2 separate regions of the Salmo salar genome follow, and region 2 is linked to region 1. A link is a contact called in public Hi-C data. All regions are on one chromosome and are shown on one strand. Each heading gives the region's core, a stretch centred on a gene start, on an enhancer-like site or on the middle of the called end of the contact. The rest is flanking DNA. Distances are from core to core; before and after follow the strand shown. Region 1 holds the start of LOC106577590 (histone H2A.Z). Region 2 overlaps focad (focadhesin).

Region 1 (7,427 bases), core at 812-3,311:
ATTTCAGCTCGAGGGCCACAAGGTTTAAAGATTAGTGAAGGGCTGCACAGACAGTTGTTTGTCAAAAGTAATTTGTAGGCCAGAAACAAAAGTTACAGAAACAAGTATGTCTAATTTATAATGGTCCCATCAAGATTTGGACATTGAAGAGTGGCATGGGCTCAGATCCCAGCAGCCCATTGCCCACTAATGGGCTATGAAACTTCTACCTCGGGGTGCTCTTAAAAAAAAAAAGGTATTTGATGTCATTCAAGGTTGTGCCAGCACATGAACATGCATCAGTCCACAATCCTAGTCATATTGTCAAAGGAGCTGGAAAAGTTAACATCCATGGAATAAACATGCTTGGTGATGCAATTATAGCATTTCCCTCATTGCAAGTCAGGGACATGTAGTAGACTACACCACATTTATAGGGCACAAATGTTGACTAAAAGACATAAACAAGGAACAGATGCACAATACCGTGGCGCTTTATTCAAATACAACTTCAAACATGGAAATGCCACTGGTATGCCAAAATGTACACAATAAAAACAGCACACAACTGCAGTTGTATCAACAAAGCCAAAAATCAAAACCAGCTTCTCTGAAGCCACTTTTCCTCAGATGAGTAGATGCAAGTTCATACATTTAAAAAGTCCTAAAGTTCTACCAAGCAAAACATTGTTCAACCATTGAAGCAGAATGTCCTGAGATGACCCCACACCACTGTTTGCAGGGTTATACAGTCTTTTGCTGTCCCTTCTTTCCAATCAGTGACTTATGGATATGAGGGATGACACCTGAAAGAGGGAAACAAATGATCAGTGGATTCAAACACGAAATATAAAACAGGGAAGTGGTACAATAACAATACCACTGGGAAACAATACAACTGCTGCACTTACCACCACCAGCAATGGTTGCTTTGATGAGAGAATCCAATTCCTCATCGCCTCTAATGGCCAGTTGCAAGTGACGTGGAGTGATACGCTTGACCTTCAGATCCTTTGATGCGTTTCCTGCCAGCTCCAGAACCTGAAGTTCAAGAGCTTGCAGGTCAATATCACTGACTCGAGTGAACTGCGATTGCATATATGGCACTGCATGGTTTTGTGTCATAAACCGCAAAAAAAAGAAAGTGAGTGTTTTGAACATGCGTTACCTCAGCAGTTAGGTATTCAAGAATAGCAGCGCTGTAGACAGCTGCAGTCGCGCCAACTCGACCATGGCTCGTTGTTCTGGATTTCAGATGTCTGTGAATACGACCCACGGGGAACTGAAAAACAGGGCGGGAAACGTTATATGCATTTATTTACCCAACTAGCCATCATTAAGTTGCGAGCAAATTACACTGAAGGTTTGCGCGACTCCCCAGCCTACTTGGCAGATTGTTAGCAGGTTACGAACAGTGTGATCTTTAGAAAATTGTGTAGTTTTGAATTATAGATTCACCGCCACAATATTTGTTAGACGGTTAAATCGTTCGCAAATTAACACATTTAGCCTACACTACCACACGTTTATCGTTGGCGCTAGCAAGCAATGAATGAATGCACTCACCTGCAAACCCGCCCTCTGTGAGCGCGAAATGGCCTTTGTCTTAGTCTTCCCGGAGTCTTTTCCTGCCTTCCCACCAGCCTGAAATACAGTTTTATTGTATGGGTTATTTTAATGTGTTAAGCAATTGCTGCAAGACAGCAGTGTGTAATTAGCCTGTTTATTCTACAGCGCGTGTTGGGGTTTTGATTATAACCAGCCAATGCCAAGGGTTTCAAATTGCTAACGTCAGTTAGCTAGCCAACGTTAGCTAAAGAAAATTACCTTTGCTAGCTAACACAAATACGTGCTAATTCTCACGGTAAACCCGTTGAATAAAGTGATGGATTTAGTAACGAAGAGTAAAAAAATATATATACCATTTTATATGATGTTCTGGCTATTTGCAGCTGCACAGATCCTCGGCGAGCACTTGTCTAGTTTGAACAACTAGTTCCGCATCAGATTGCCATGAATTTATGAAGGGGAGCTTGATCCGGGACTTTGCATGGAGGAAGTCAGCCAATCAACTCTCGAATTCATTTTTTGTCATAGCGCTTAACCAATCACAATGCAAAAGTGCTCACTGTGCGGGAAAATGTGACACGTCATTTTTCTCTGGATGTTGGATAATGTCGTTTCTATTTTATTCTCAATTTATGTTATTATAATAATCATAATAATTTCATCAGCAAAAAACAAACAGGTAATAGATCACGACAGGTCAACCAATAAAGGCCAAGTCTTTGAAAGTTTGTTCTTCTTCTTCTTCTTCGGTGAGGTTTAATCGCGGTTGGCATCCAATATGTTGCATTATCGCCCCCAACTGAACTATAGTATACATCCATTACAGTTTGTGATACAAAACGGGAATAGGGAAAAATGTAAGAAAATACAAATATTACCCTACCAACTAACCCTACACTCAATAAAACACACCACCTTATTCCACTACTTTAATCCTACCCCCTGCCAATACAGGACACTACCACTCAACACACCATGTAATTCTTCTGAATTCAAATCTCGTACGCTGAAATACTTCTCTGCAGCTGCCACAACAACATCTATTTTCTGTCTCTGCGGTACAGTTAAAAAACCATTGCTATGAACGCTAAGAAGCTAACCTTACTGAAATATATATCACTTCTTGGCCTATCCCTCTGTTCTGGCACAGATCTACTATTCACAGGGATCCTCTCAGAATCCCTCACTCATGATCCACCCTCCCAGGGGCGGAAATCCCAGGGGGGACGGGGGGGACACGACCCCCCCATCCTGGGAAAAATATGATTTGTCCCCCCCAATATATCACTGTAAACATAACTATGTAATTTAAATAATATTAATAATACGCAATGAAAGCAATTGTGCTGATTATAGACACTTGATAGCGCGTTTTTGCCTCACAATGGTTTGATCCACTGCCAGTTCCTTAGTTGTCAATGTAACAGAGTGTTAGTATCTACTGTCTGAAAGACACTCAATGCACGTAACTGACGTGAGGTTAATCCAGTCAATCGAGCCAGGGTTCACACACACCCTAGCTGAATTTGCAGAGCTAGCGCGCAAATATTAACTATTAAGCTAGCTAGTACCTATTCCATTTATGTGGCGTCGTCAAAGATGGAATCTTTGCTATCGTCAATTTATTCCAAGATCAGCATGCATGTAAGTTAGTGCTTCAAAGTCCCTGTGATAAGGTTAGCGATAAACTGAACAGAACTACACTCTCTTCTACCATTGTTTTAAATATATTTAATGGTCTCGTTGCAAAAGCTAAATTGTCGCAAGGGAACTTTTATTTATTTATTTAATTTCACCTTTATTTAACCCGGGTAGCAAAGATTATAGCAAACACCACTGAATTGGTGCTCGCTAGCTTTGCAAATTCAGCTATTGTTGGAAGCCAGCCAATATGAAGCAAACGATTAAAATTACAAAAGGTTGCAGCATATGTTGTGTAAATGGTGAACTCATACAGCTGTCAACTCTTGTCACTGCAATCCGTTTCACATTTGCTAGCTACCTTTTAGAACGAAGCCCATATAGAATGATAGAAGATAAGATGATAGAAGCCCATCTCCTACTGTAAATAACCTACATACTGTGTGTGTGTAGCCAGCCAGGTAGAAAAATGGCAGAAAAAAGACGGACATCAGAGTATTTTTCAGTACACCAAAACGCAAAGTAAGAACCCTAGTAGCCTAATATCTCAGACTAGTTGATAAAATGTTCATAAGAAAGAAGTGAAATGCTAATGGAAATGTTTCACAATGATGTCATTAGGCAGAGCAGGCAACAGATGGCACACAGACAGCAGAGTTGTGGACAGATATGCAGGGACAGACTGGCAGAGACAGGGAGTCTCAGGTAAGTTTGTTGAGTCTTTGTTTGGCAACATTATGAAAGGTTCTCAATTTTTTTTACTTGTAAAATAGGAACATAATTGGAAAATGCCATGGATACCCCCACTCTCAACTTAAACTAGTGACTGAACTAAGATTTGTTAAAGGCAATGGTATTGCTGTTGTGATTAGTTGTGTAGTTTTGGGTACCTGTAGTTAGGAGTACGGCAAACACCTTATTTCTTTGGTTCCTCAATATACATTTACCATATTACAACGTAGGCTATGTGTTACAGCACTACTTTTGGTGTCCCCCTCAGGAATTGCTCTTGAGAAAATTTCATGTAATTGTCCCCTCCAAAGTTGATATCAGATTTTCGCCCCTGCACCCTCCTCTACTTTCTTCACTGCCTCAGCATACGACATCTTCTGCACTACTCTGACCATGGCCACCTCAAGCTGCCTCTCTCGCACCGGACACCTCTGATCGCCAACAACATGGGCACCACTACAGTTGACACATACACATTTTTCCACCAAAACTACACATTCCTCTGTCCTATGTCCTCCTGCACACTTCCCGCATTTTGGATTCTCCCTCCTACACGCTGCTGCAACATGCCCATAAACGTGACACCTATAACACCGCAGTGTATTCGGCACAAAAGCTCTAACAGCATAACTCATACAGTGGGCTCCAAAATTACAGGCACCCCTGACTGGCAATGCACAAACAATACTTAAAAAAATATAAACCATAGAATTATAGAGATAAACTCAAAAAACCAGCATGTGAAAAATACTGTACTTTATTAATGTTTTCATGGAACCCAACAAAATAATTTATTGATTTAATTGAAAATCAATGTCCTCCAAATCAAGGTTTCACAATTAATGGCACCCTTAAATATTATTGTAAATAGCATCTACCAAAATTAAACCAGGAATTAAATTCCACTTATTTAAGTTTATCTAAGTGTTAAGGAACTATATTGAGCCATTACATCACTTCCCTTTTCACTAGGGTTTAAAAATGAGGTAACAGGCATGCAATATCCCTTTGTCATCCAACGCCATGAAGAAAAGAAAATAACTGGCAGTTCAAAAGGGACAGATGGTCGTAGACCTTCATAACTCTGGTAATGGCTACAAGAAGATCAACAAATGATTGAATATAACACTGAGCACTGTCAGGGCAATTGTTAAAAAATTCAAAAGATATGAAACAGTTGAAAACCTCACGGGTAGAAGACACAAATTCATTTTGCCCCCCAGGATAGGGAGGAGGATCGTTAGAGAAGCAACAAAATCCCCAAGAATCACTGTGAAAGAATTGCAGGCCTTGGTGGCGTCTTGGGGTCACCAGGTTTAAAAAAGCACCATCAGATGCCACCTCCACAACCACAGGCTCTTTGGAAGGGTTGCCAGAAGAAAGCCCTTAATGACCCCAAGACACAGACGCAAGCGCTTGGAGTTTGCCAAACGTCATTTAAATTATGATTGGAAGAAGGTGCTCTGGTCAGATGATACCAAAATTGAACGTTTTGGTCAGATACAGCATCGGCATGATTGGCGTCGAACCAGAAATGCATACAAGGAGAGGCACCTCATACTCACGGTGAAATATGGTGGTGGGTCAGTGATGTTTTGGGGCTGTTTTAATTCCAGAGGTCCATAGGCACTGGTTAAGATTGATGAACGAGTGTTTCCCCCTGCCTGTGATTTTTTTCGCAGAGATTATTGTGGGCTGCGTCCCTGCTTTGTGTTGAGCTGGGTTTTTGGAGCATTTGTTTTATGCGCCCTGCCCTACCTTGTTTCGTACTGAGTGGATGCCCATTTAAAGTGTGTTCACGGATTTCTTGTCTCCTGCGCTTGACTCTACCTCTCCTGCTTCCTTGAGCCAACCCTGACAATGCTGTTATCCTTGCCAGAGGTGGTGGCACTAAGTACTAAATCAGGAGTGCCAATAATGATGAAACCTTGATGTTGGTGAAATGTATTTTGTATTCAATAATTGTATGATTTTGGTGGGTTCCATTGAAACATTAATAAAGTACAGTATTTCTCGCATGTTGGTATTTTGAGTTTATCTCTATAATTATATTGTTTATATATTTTTAAGTATTGTTTGTGCGTTGCCAGTCAGGGGTGCCAATAATTTTGTCAGGTAAAGACTCCGAATCAAAGCTCAAAAGAACAGACAGTGTCACCTCTGTTTTGAAAGCGGCATCCTCCGAAAATGGAGAGGTTAATTTGAAATTAGCAAACTTTATAGAGAATTACATAACGTCTGTTTCTCCTGTGTGTGGACCTAACAATTTTATTGAAATTAAATAGCTACAAATGTTTTGTTCAATCAACCAAATATCTGCATGTTCAAGTTTCTTCAAATGAATGTAGTGTGAAAAATGGCATTATGAAACAAAAATGGGATTATGATTCCGTGATATTCAATTGATTCCTTGAGGGGGAAAAAAGCACGATTAATTACCATACAGACAGTCAACTGAAATAGGGCAACTGAGAGGATAACGGGCTACATGATATCCATTTAAATACCAATTTCTCAACAATGCATATCTCAAATAAAGGGAATGTTTATGGCAAAAGATCCCCTCCTTTACATTTACATTTTACATTTTAGTCATTTAGCAGACGCTCTTATCCAGACGCTCTTATTCTATGAACAACTAGGCCATTGGCAAGTTGAACGTAGGGTTTGGGGTTAAAATTGTGTTAGTAGCTAAGCCTAAAATAGGTTAAGCTGATTTACTAGATCTCTTTGCTGATATCTACTTTATTGAGGAAAAATGTACTTACTATGACTGTGAAATGTGGTTAGCCTACCTAGCTATCTTAAGATGAATACACAAACTGTAAGTCGCTCTGGATAAGAGCATCTGCGAAATGACTAAAATGTAATGTAAATGAAGTTATGGTATACTAATAGAGATACCTACATTTTCTCATGCACTCTCCAACGATCAAGCATTCAACCATTCCTCCGACCATTGTAATGCAGTAATGCACCAATGTCCTAGGCACATTCACTTCAAATAAGCCACTGGTTGTGACAGACAGGGGAGGGGGTTGGGACTATTGAGAACTGCCTGCACACCTCTGAACAGGGTCTGAATAGCTACCCATTTTGCACCCTAACCACACAATGGCTCTGATGCCAATAGCTTCCATCGTTAGGTAAGGAAGGTATTGTGTAGCAATAGCCAAACCCATCCATTCAACCATCAGCCTGTTTATTTCTGTTAGGCAAAAGCTCTCTGACCCGGCTCCATTGGGACTGTGCAGCAAAGCGCCCGGGCACACTGAGTTCCCTCTGGGAGGAAGGAAAGTGGACCCACTCCTTCCATGAAGCCGGTCTTGCCAACATTGGTAAAATGCATAAACTTAAGACATGGTGGAATACCTGTTTTGGTGAAATAAGCAATCTTGAAACGTTGTTGTAAAAAAAAAGAATGTGGCCGCAACATTGCTTATAAAGGAACACAAATGACTTTCCATGTAACAGTCAGTTAATATATCATCTTAAAAGGGCAATCT
Region 2 (7,772 bases), core at 201-2,700, 83 kb before region 1:
CGTCTCACCTGCATGTGAGGAACTAGCTCGTAGAGACAGCGAACCAGGCTGTGGCATACCACAGGGCTCTGTCCCGGGTCCTCTTCATTTTCCTGGTCTTTCTTCTTTTCTTGGTTGTGATCCCCCGGCTGTGGGGGTAGTAGGACCCTGAGGAGGCTGTGTCTGAGCAGGGCGTACTCTGGCAGCCGCTGGGGCTCACAGTACAGGTAGCGCAGGAAGGGGGCCAACATGGTCACGTACGCAGACTCACCCCTACACGTGTTATATGCATGCACACACACACACACACACACACACACACACACAGACAGGAGAAATCTATGTTAAACATAAACTTGCACATCCATGTAGTAAAATGTAACTTTAAAGCATATTTAAAGTAGATAATATCACGCCTCGAAGAAGAACACAAATCAAACAGGTGAACTAGCTGACAAGCATGTCATGAGTTATGGAGGACGCTCCAGCTGTACGACCAGATGACTTGTACATGTTTGAAGGCCGAGCAGTTCGGCCTCTCCTCTAGTTGGTTCCCGGGGCTGGCCAGGGAAGAAAACCCTTTAGCTAACCTGTCAGCGGCCCGCTGGATGAAGTCGTCAATCTCCAGCAGCAGAACGGGCCAGCAGTCAGGACGGTTCTCCAAGACGATGATGTATGGATGGGGGCTGCTCCTGTAACATATTCATCTATTTGTTTGGCTTTGCTTTGGGCTACTGGTAGGTATGCAATCTCTATGAATGTGTGAAGATGAGTTATGTTTGCTCACACACTGTAAATAAATCAGAAAAATTAGTGTGCGTCCCAAAATGGCAACCTATTCCTTATGTGATTCACTACTTTTGACCAGAACACTATGGGCCCTGGTCAAATGAAGTTCACTATGTAGATAATAGGGAGGCATATGGGACACAACCATAGCGTCTTATAAGCCCATATGTCTGGGCAGCAAAGACACTTAAATAAACAATCATTCATAATCAATTATCCCATTTGTTTATCTGTCTTCCTTCGTCTCATTTAGCTGACAAGGCCAATGCAAAGCAATCAAGGTTTCAGGTTTCACGTCCATGTGAAAAGTGCCGGTCCACTGGAGTTTAGTTTGAAAGCTAATGCAACAAATACGCATGAATATATAAAAAAACATATCATTTGGATATTTGGTTTCATGTATTCTGTTCCCTTATTTAGATATTTCATTATATTACAGGCCAGTGGGTAATAGTGTAGATATTATGGCCACTTCGTTGTGCTTATAGTCTTTCCCTGAATGAGTGAGTCTAGCAGAAGCCTGGCCTTGAAGAGGGGTGTGACTGACTGATGCATCTGGGCCTCATCGACTAAGAGTTTCTCAGGCAAATGTTCTTCCGATATCTCTTTCTGACCCTCCACACAGTTTTACATCTGACCCATATCAGATTTGCGCATTCACACTGACGTAGCACGCAGATGCAATGCTCATTTCCTGCCCCTGTTCCTTAAAAAGTTGGTGGCTGTCATGGTAACGGCAGGTCATGTGCAATAAAAAAACACATCGGAGTAAAAAAAAAAAAATGATTTGAGCGTCCAGACAGAGGCCGCATATGGAGGATAGGGTTTGTATCAGAATTAAGATCCACATATGGAAGTGGTATAAATTGGAAGTCAAAAGATCAGATTCCATGTGTTTTTTTGTTGTTGTTGTTGTTAATGTTTATACAGTTTAGATAGGTATCAGATATGCAAATAATTGCCAAAAGACCTGAATTGGACTGCTGCGTAAATACAACTAACATTCTAAAATGACCACAGAACTCTGAATTAGGTCAGATATCAGTCAGCAGCTTAATCTTTTGTCACAAAATTGTTTCACCGAGACGTGACCTATCCATCAAACAATATATAGTCACATTTAGATGTAATAATTAGCTAAGAATCTGTCTTAGTTGGAAACAAAGCCAAATAGTCTTAATATAGGGCTATTACTTTTCAGTCCATCTTTAAACAGATCTTTTTTGTCATGCTGAGCCTTACAAATGTGCATAACCAGAGGCTTTCAAATTTCTTCAGTCTACAAAGCTCTGTGTAACTTGGCAGACAAGTTCTTCTTCTGATCTGGCCAAAGTGTACATAGATTCCTCCAGGACAATGGATCCACTTCTGACCCCCAAGCTTCAGAAAGGTTAATGTAGAAAGGTCCTATGCCTCAAGCAAAGGCTAATGGAGTTTAGGCCGACAAGAAAGCAGCTCACATAGGAAACCTCTCTACCCAACAAAGTCCTTGTCAATGCCTTTAAATGGCCTGGCTGTCATTGTAACATGATCTTGCCTTATCTACTGTCAGACTGGACGACAAAAGAGAGGGGGCACAAAAACATTATGAGGGGGACCACCAAAGCCAAAGAAGCCTCTTCCGAGGCTAATGCCTGCCCTCGAACCTCATCCCAGTCTTCCCCCTGCCACCTGGGGGTTGGGGCAGGGCTGGCGTCAGGCAGACTGTGCCCAGGCTAAGATCTGGCCACAGGCCGACTGGTGAACAGAGGGGCCGTGGTGCTCCTGGTCCCAACAATCCACAATGACGTTCAATTACGTCAGAAAAGAAACTCCAGTCCTGATTCTGGCAGAGTAGTTGTAAGTGGGAAATGGTTGACTGTCTTAGTGGTTAAAGAAAAGTGGGTAAACTCTGAACATCGGTGGAGCTGAAAGAGGGCAAAGACTCTTTTATGAAAAGTGATTCGTGGATTAACATAACGAGGATATAGCATCCCACTCTTTAGAATCTGAATGAGTAAACCAACCTGAAGTCTACATTTCAAGAGAGATTGGACATGGCCTTTGAACAAGACAAAGGCCCAGGTTAAAACAACACACTTGTGGCAGGGGGACATTGCCTGCAGACAGACAGGCGTGATTCTGACCACTGCCCCACGTCAATCATTGCACGCGCCACTGAGTGCCTCCAACACCGGAGGAAGGACGTCTCTCTCTCTCTCCCTCCCTCTTTTTCTCTCCCCCTCTCTCTCTCTCGACTGACCAGCTTGCCTGCCACAGTCTCTTGCGGAACAAAGCATCCCCCTTCCCTTTACTTCCCCCTTCCCCTTCCCTCCACGTCCCATGGCGTAATCTGTCTGACTATCTCTCTATCCCTCTCCTCAGGTTCCCCGTGGTTCGTCTCAACCTCCAGTTCAATGCAGCCTATCCATCAGGCCTTCTTTCTTTCCAGACAGGCCAGACAGACCCACCATTACCTGCTTTCACAGCCAGACAATGGAGAGAGCAGGAAGCTGACAAGACTGACCTTGCTACCTTGCCATTGTTGAACTGCAAGTTCATTGGCAGTGGCAGAATAAAGGGCGCTGGGTTGGAGGGTAGCAGGGTATTAAAATCAAAGTTTGTCGTCTTCAGATTTTAAAAGTGGTTTGAAGTCCACATCCCACGCCATTGGTTGTGTAGATACACTATACCAGGCTATATGGCTGAAGTTATAATGAATAGAAAAGCTTTGGAAATTAGATATACCTATCTTTTTCCATTCATTTGTGATTGAGGCAAACAGCTGGATCTAGCCCACATAACAGATGGTGTGCAACACGAACACACCTCCCCCATTAGACCAGATAGGACACGTGTCAAACTCATTCCACAGACGGCCGAGTGTCTGCGGGTTTTCACTCCACCCTTGTACTTGATAGATTAATAAAGTCATTAATTACTAAGGAACTCCCCTAACCAGGTTGTCTATGTCCAAAAACCCGCAGATACTCGGCCTTCCGTGGAATGAGTTTGACACCCGAGTTGAGGTCTGAAAAAGTCACTCATTTTAAACTGTCCATTTAAAGCTAGAATCCTTAAATACAGCATTTAAAAAAATAAATGTTTAACTTAGAAATGAATGATATGTACCCATTGATTCTTGAAGAATAAATCAAATCAAAGTTTATTTGTCATGTGCGCCGAATACAACAGGTGTAGACCTTACAGTGAAATGCTTACTTACAGGCTCTAACCAACAGAGCAAAAAAAGGTATTAGGTGAACAATTGGTAAGTAAAGAAATAAAAACAGTAAAAAGACAGTGAAAAATAACAGTAGCGAGGCTATATACAGTAGGAAGGCTACATACAGGCACTGGTTAGTCGGGCTGATTGAGGTAGTAGGTACATGTAGATATGGTTAAAGTGACTATGCATATGATGAACAGAGAGTAGCAGTAGCGTAAAATATACTTGTCTTATGAGTTTAGTTCAACTGTTGTATCCCATCAGAACCCAAAATATACTTTTGTTTTACTCCAAAGTTTGTAAAGAAACACTGATAAGCCTCCAAAAATTTTTTTTACTATAGTTTTGATATAATGGATGGTCAGTCCTTGCATCCATAGCGTTGTCTATGAATTTGAGAGCAGTTACATTTCTCCAGCTCCATCTTAGTTGTTTTTTACAAAACAGGGATGGGGAGAACACTTTGTTACTGTTATAATTAAGGATTCTAACTTTAACTGCCCAATTAACTTTGAACAGTCATTTTAAGAACCCACCAGTCTGGCAATGTGTGCAGGTTACGCTGACTCCCAGATGAACTCAGAACACACAAAAGGAGATGGGGGTTGGGGTGAGGGAAACACGACAGTGCCTCACCGGGAGAAATGTATACAAGCTTCAGTGCCACACCAAGTCGGAATCGGAAATCGTCAGACGCCCTGGAGATGCAGCTGAACTGAAGCCTGTCTGGTTGGGTGGGACCGACAAGGTTATGGTGACAGACAGACAGATCCAGGACGTGATCCTGGGAGAATGTCGCTCGTTTTCGCACCGGACCGCCTGAAAACCCCCCTCCTTCTGGTCCCGCTGGGTAGTTAAGTGGCTTAGTGTCTATGTGGAAGATTGAGCGGGGCAGCGGCGGGCAGACGGTCAACAATGGGCACCTAGTGGGCATTCTTCATTAATCCCGCAGCATTTACAATCGCCCAGCAGAGCCAGGCGCATCCACCAATGGCGGAGCAGGGCTGTCGGCCCGGCGGCTCCACCCTGCTGCCCCAGGCACATTCATCTTCTCACCAGGGAATAACAGGGAGTGAGACGGAGAAGAGATGTAAAGAAGGGGAAAAGGTAACAATAAAATTGAGGGAAATGTAGAGAAAGGGGGGGGTATAGAAAGAGAGATACAGGTATGGTGTGAGAAAACAAGAGGGATGGCGAAAGAAAGAGAAAAGATAGGCCTAGCTTGTATCTGTGCGTTTTTACCCACTACTCTGTAACTGATTTCGGGGCCCCAGGATCTTGGCAGAGGTCCACATCAAAGACTGGGGTAGGGAAAACGAGGACGGGGGAGGGAGAGGGGGAGGATTCTCTCTACAGGCTTTGAGAAAAGCATCAATTTCTGCCCTGGATATACAGTAGCTAAGAGTTGTGTAAATCTTACAATTACATTTTTGCCATCTAGCAGACGCTGTTATTTAGAGCGACTTACAGTATAGTGAGTGCATACGTTTTTGAACCCACAACCCTGGTATCGCAAGCGCCATGCTCTACCAACTAAGCTACACGGGACTTGTCCCCAGAAGGATTCCCCTACCCTTGGTGGTTGACAGCCATTCATTCTCAAAACCTGAATAGCCATGTCCGTTTTGGAGAGTTGTATGTTGGTTAGCTGACTCGAGGTGCAGCTTACTATATGGCTGCGCAGATCACTATTGAAGCATCTAGTGGCAGTAGACGCTGGCCCTTTTGTACTATGACGCGATTCGACCCTACCCCCCACAACTCCTGCACCTCATTCCTGACACCTTAGGTGACGGCTGAGGTGTCATGATACATGGTTCATCACTCCACTATGAAATTAAATCAGAGCTGGGCCTTAACAACCCATCGGAGTAGGTTGATGTTACCCAAATGAGATATTAATCATTCTCTGCAGGATGGCTCAGCCAGAGGACAATCCTATGGAAGGGGTCGGTATACTAACTTCCTAGCATTTCTCCACAGGGAAATAATTCTATGCGTCCCAAATTAAACCCTATAGTGCACTACTTTTGACCAGCCCTGGTTAAAAGTGGTGCACTAAGGAATAGGGTGGCATTTGGAACGCAGACATGATCTACAGCCCCATAATTGCAGTAGAAGGAAAAGTACTCCCATATTACTGTGATATCATCACAGCATTTCTACTGCTGTACAAAAGACTAAGACATACTCTGAGTTGATATTCACGTAATAAGAAATTCCCCTTGACCACAACTTGGGGGAAACAAACATTCTTTCCCATTCACCCCCATGGTAAAATATTTTTTTGCTATACAGAATGAGAGAAAAAAAACATCCCGAAAAGCTGCTGCGTTGTTCAATGTACATGTAACCAGGTCAAAAATCCTGTGAGAAGAGGCTTCAGGCTTGTTTAGTATAGCCCATGTGTAACTCCACTCACTATTTGTAACTGTATCGTCTGTTAGTTTGTGTCGTTGGTTTTGGCTAGCTTAAATGTTCCAGTCGGTTGCTAGCTAGCTTGCACTCACTCATGTGGCTGCTAGCACCTTCATGAAAAGGGGAACGAGGGAAGCCCTACAATATAGTGTTTTTCTAAGTAGTGTGAACTCTCTGGAGCTGGCAATGTTGAAAAGGAATCTTTATACATGTTGTAAGTTTATTAACTGTAGTTTTGTAATTGACTAAAACAAGGAGACAACAAGATAATTGCATTTGAAAAGGGTCAAGTTTCTACTGTGAGCCAAATGGGGTAACCTAGGTAGCCACAGGTTGTTTTCCCCACAGGCATTCTATCTAATACCGACTGGGACTACTACTACTCAGAAACAGTATTATTATGACCTCATTGCAGCATTTCCATGAAAAACCAACAAGACATTAGGCTACTAATGTACTACATCTGTAGCATTTTCATGACTTCATTAGGATCTTAGATTACTATGATGATATCAATGAAGTATTTCCACAACTAAATAACGACTAAGATATTACAATGACATTGTAGTATTTCCATGACCTTACAGCGGAGTAACTCAGATATTACTACTACAGATGCTATTATGACATATTGCTATTCGGACTACTACAAAAGTTATCACAATGTTATTATTACTACTACAGATGCTATTATGACAATGTTATCATAACAAAAGAAAAAACATAACTACTACAGATGTTATGACATCACGCTATTATGACTATTACAGATGTTATTCTGACAGGGACAGATGTTATGACATGTTTTATTAAGACTACTACAAGTTATGACATGTTATTTTGACTACTTTAGATGCTATTGTGACCACTACATATTATTACTACAGAAGTAATAAGAACAATGCCATCATGACTACAACAGGATGGTATCATTACCACTGCAGAAAATGTTGATGAATAATAATAATGCTTATTATAACATTTAATTTGTAAAGCACTTTTCTCAACCCAAGGCACACAAAATAACAACAACAATCCAAAACACAGAAAACAATCAACGCTATATACTGTCGCCAGATCCGGAGTACATGAGAACAGAATTAGCAGAGGTCCTTGAAAGCTTTTCTGAAGTGCACGGTCTTGAGCTGTGCCTTAAAGGAGGACAGAGACTCTGCAGCCCTAATAGTGTCGGGAAGTGAGTTCCACAGCCTCAAAGCCGCGCAACTGAAAGCCCTGTCACCCATAGTTTTTAAGTCTGCTGCGGGACTAAAGGGAAACAGAACTGGAGGAGCGACGTGTGCGTGTGGGGCAAGAGGGTAGAATGAGGTCAGACAGGTACTTGGGTCCAGAGTTGTGGATAGCTTGGTAGGTGTGAACC

What was found. Hi-C and Micro-C count contacts between places; a contact is called where the count stands out from the background.
Region 2: a Hi-C map of muscle shows a contact between it and region 1, with 4 times the contacts expected there. The contact joins the enhancer-like site here to the promoter of LOC106577590 in region 1. A contact is called at or near these places in 3 of 3 Hi-C or Micro-C datasets (blood, gill and muscle).

The regions. Positions count from the first base shown.
Region 1 is chrssa18:59,563,033-59,570,459 of Ssal_v3.1, reverse strand. It overlaps LOC106577590 (histone H2A.Z), which reads right to left and starts at 2,061. Exons shown (of 5, transcript XM_014155778.2): 1 at 1,902-2,061; 2 at 1,546-1,623; 3 at 1,148-1,261; 4 at 891-1,020; 5 at 458-785. The coding sequence starts at 1,904. The coding sequence ends at 724.
Region 2 is chrssa18:59,645,524-59,653,295 of Ssal_v3.1, reverse strand. It overlaps focad (focadhesin), which reads right to left. Exons shown (of 43, transcript XM_014155781.2): 6 at 570-671; 7 at 9-252. Among protein-coding and RNA genes, the nearest start is that of mllt3, 20 kb to the right of the region's middle. Within about 2 kb of position 1,450, at least 1 of the 13 cell types and tissues checked has an H3K27ac peak or open chromatin away from gene starts, as enhancers often do.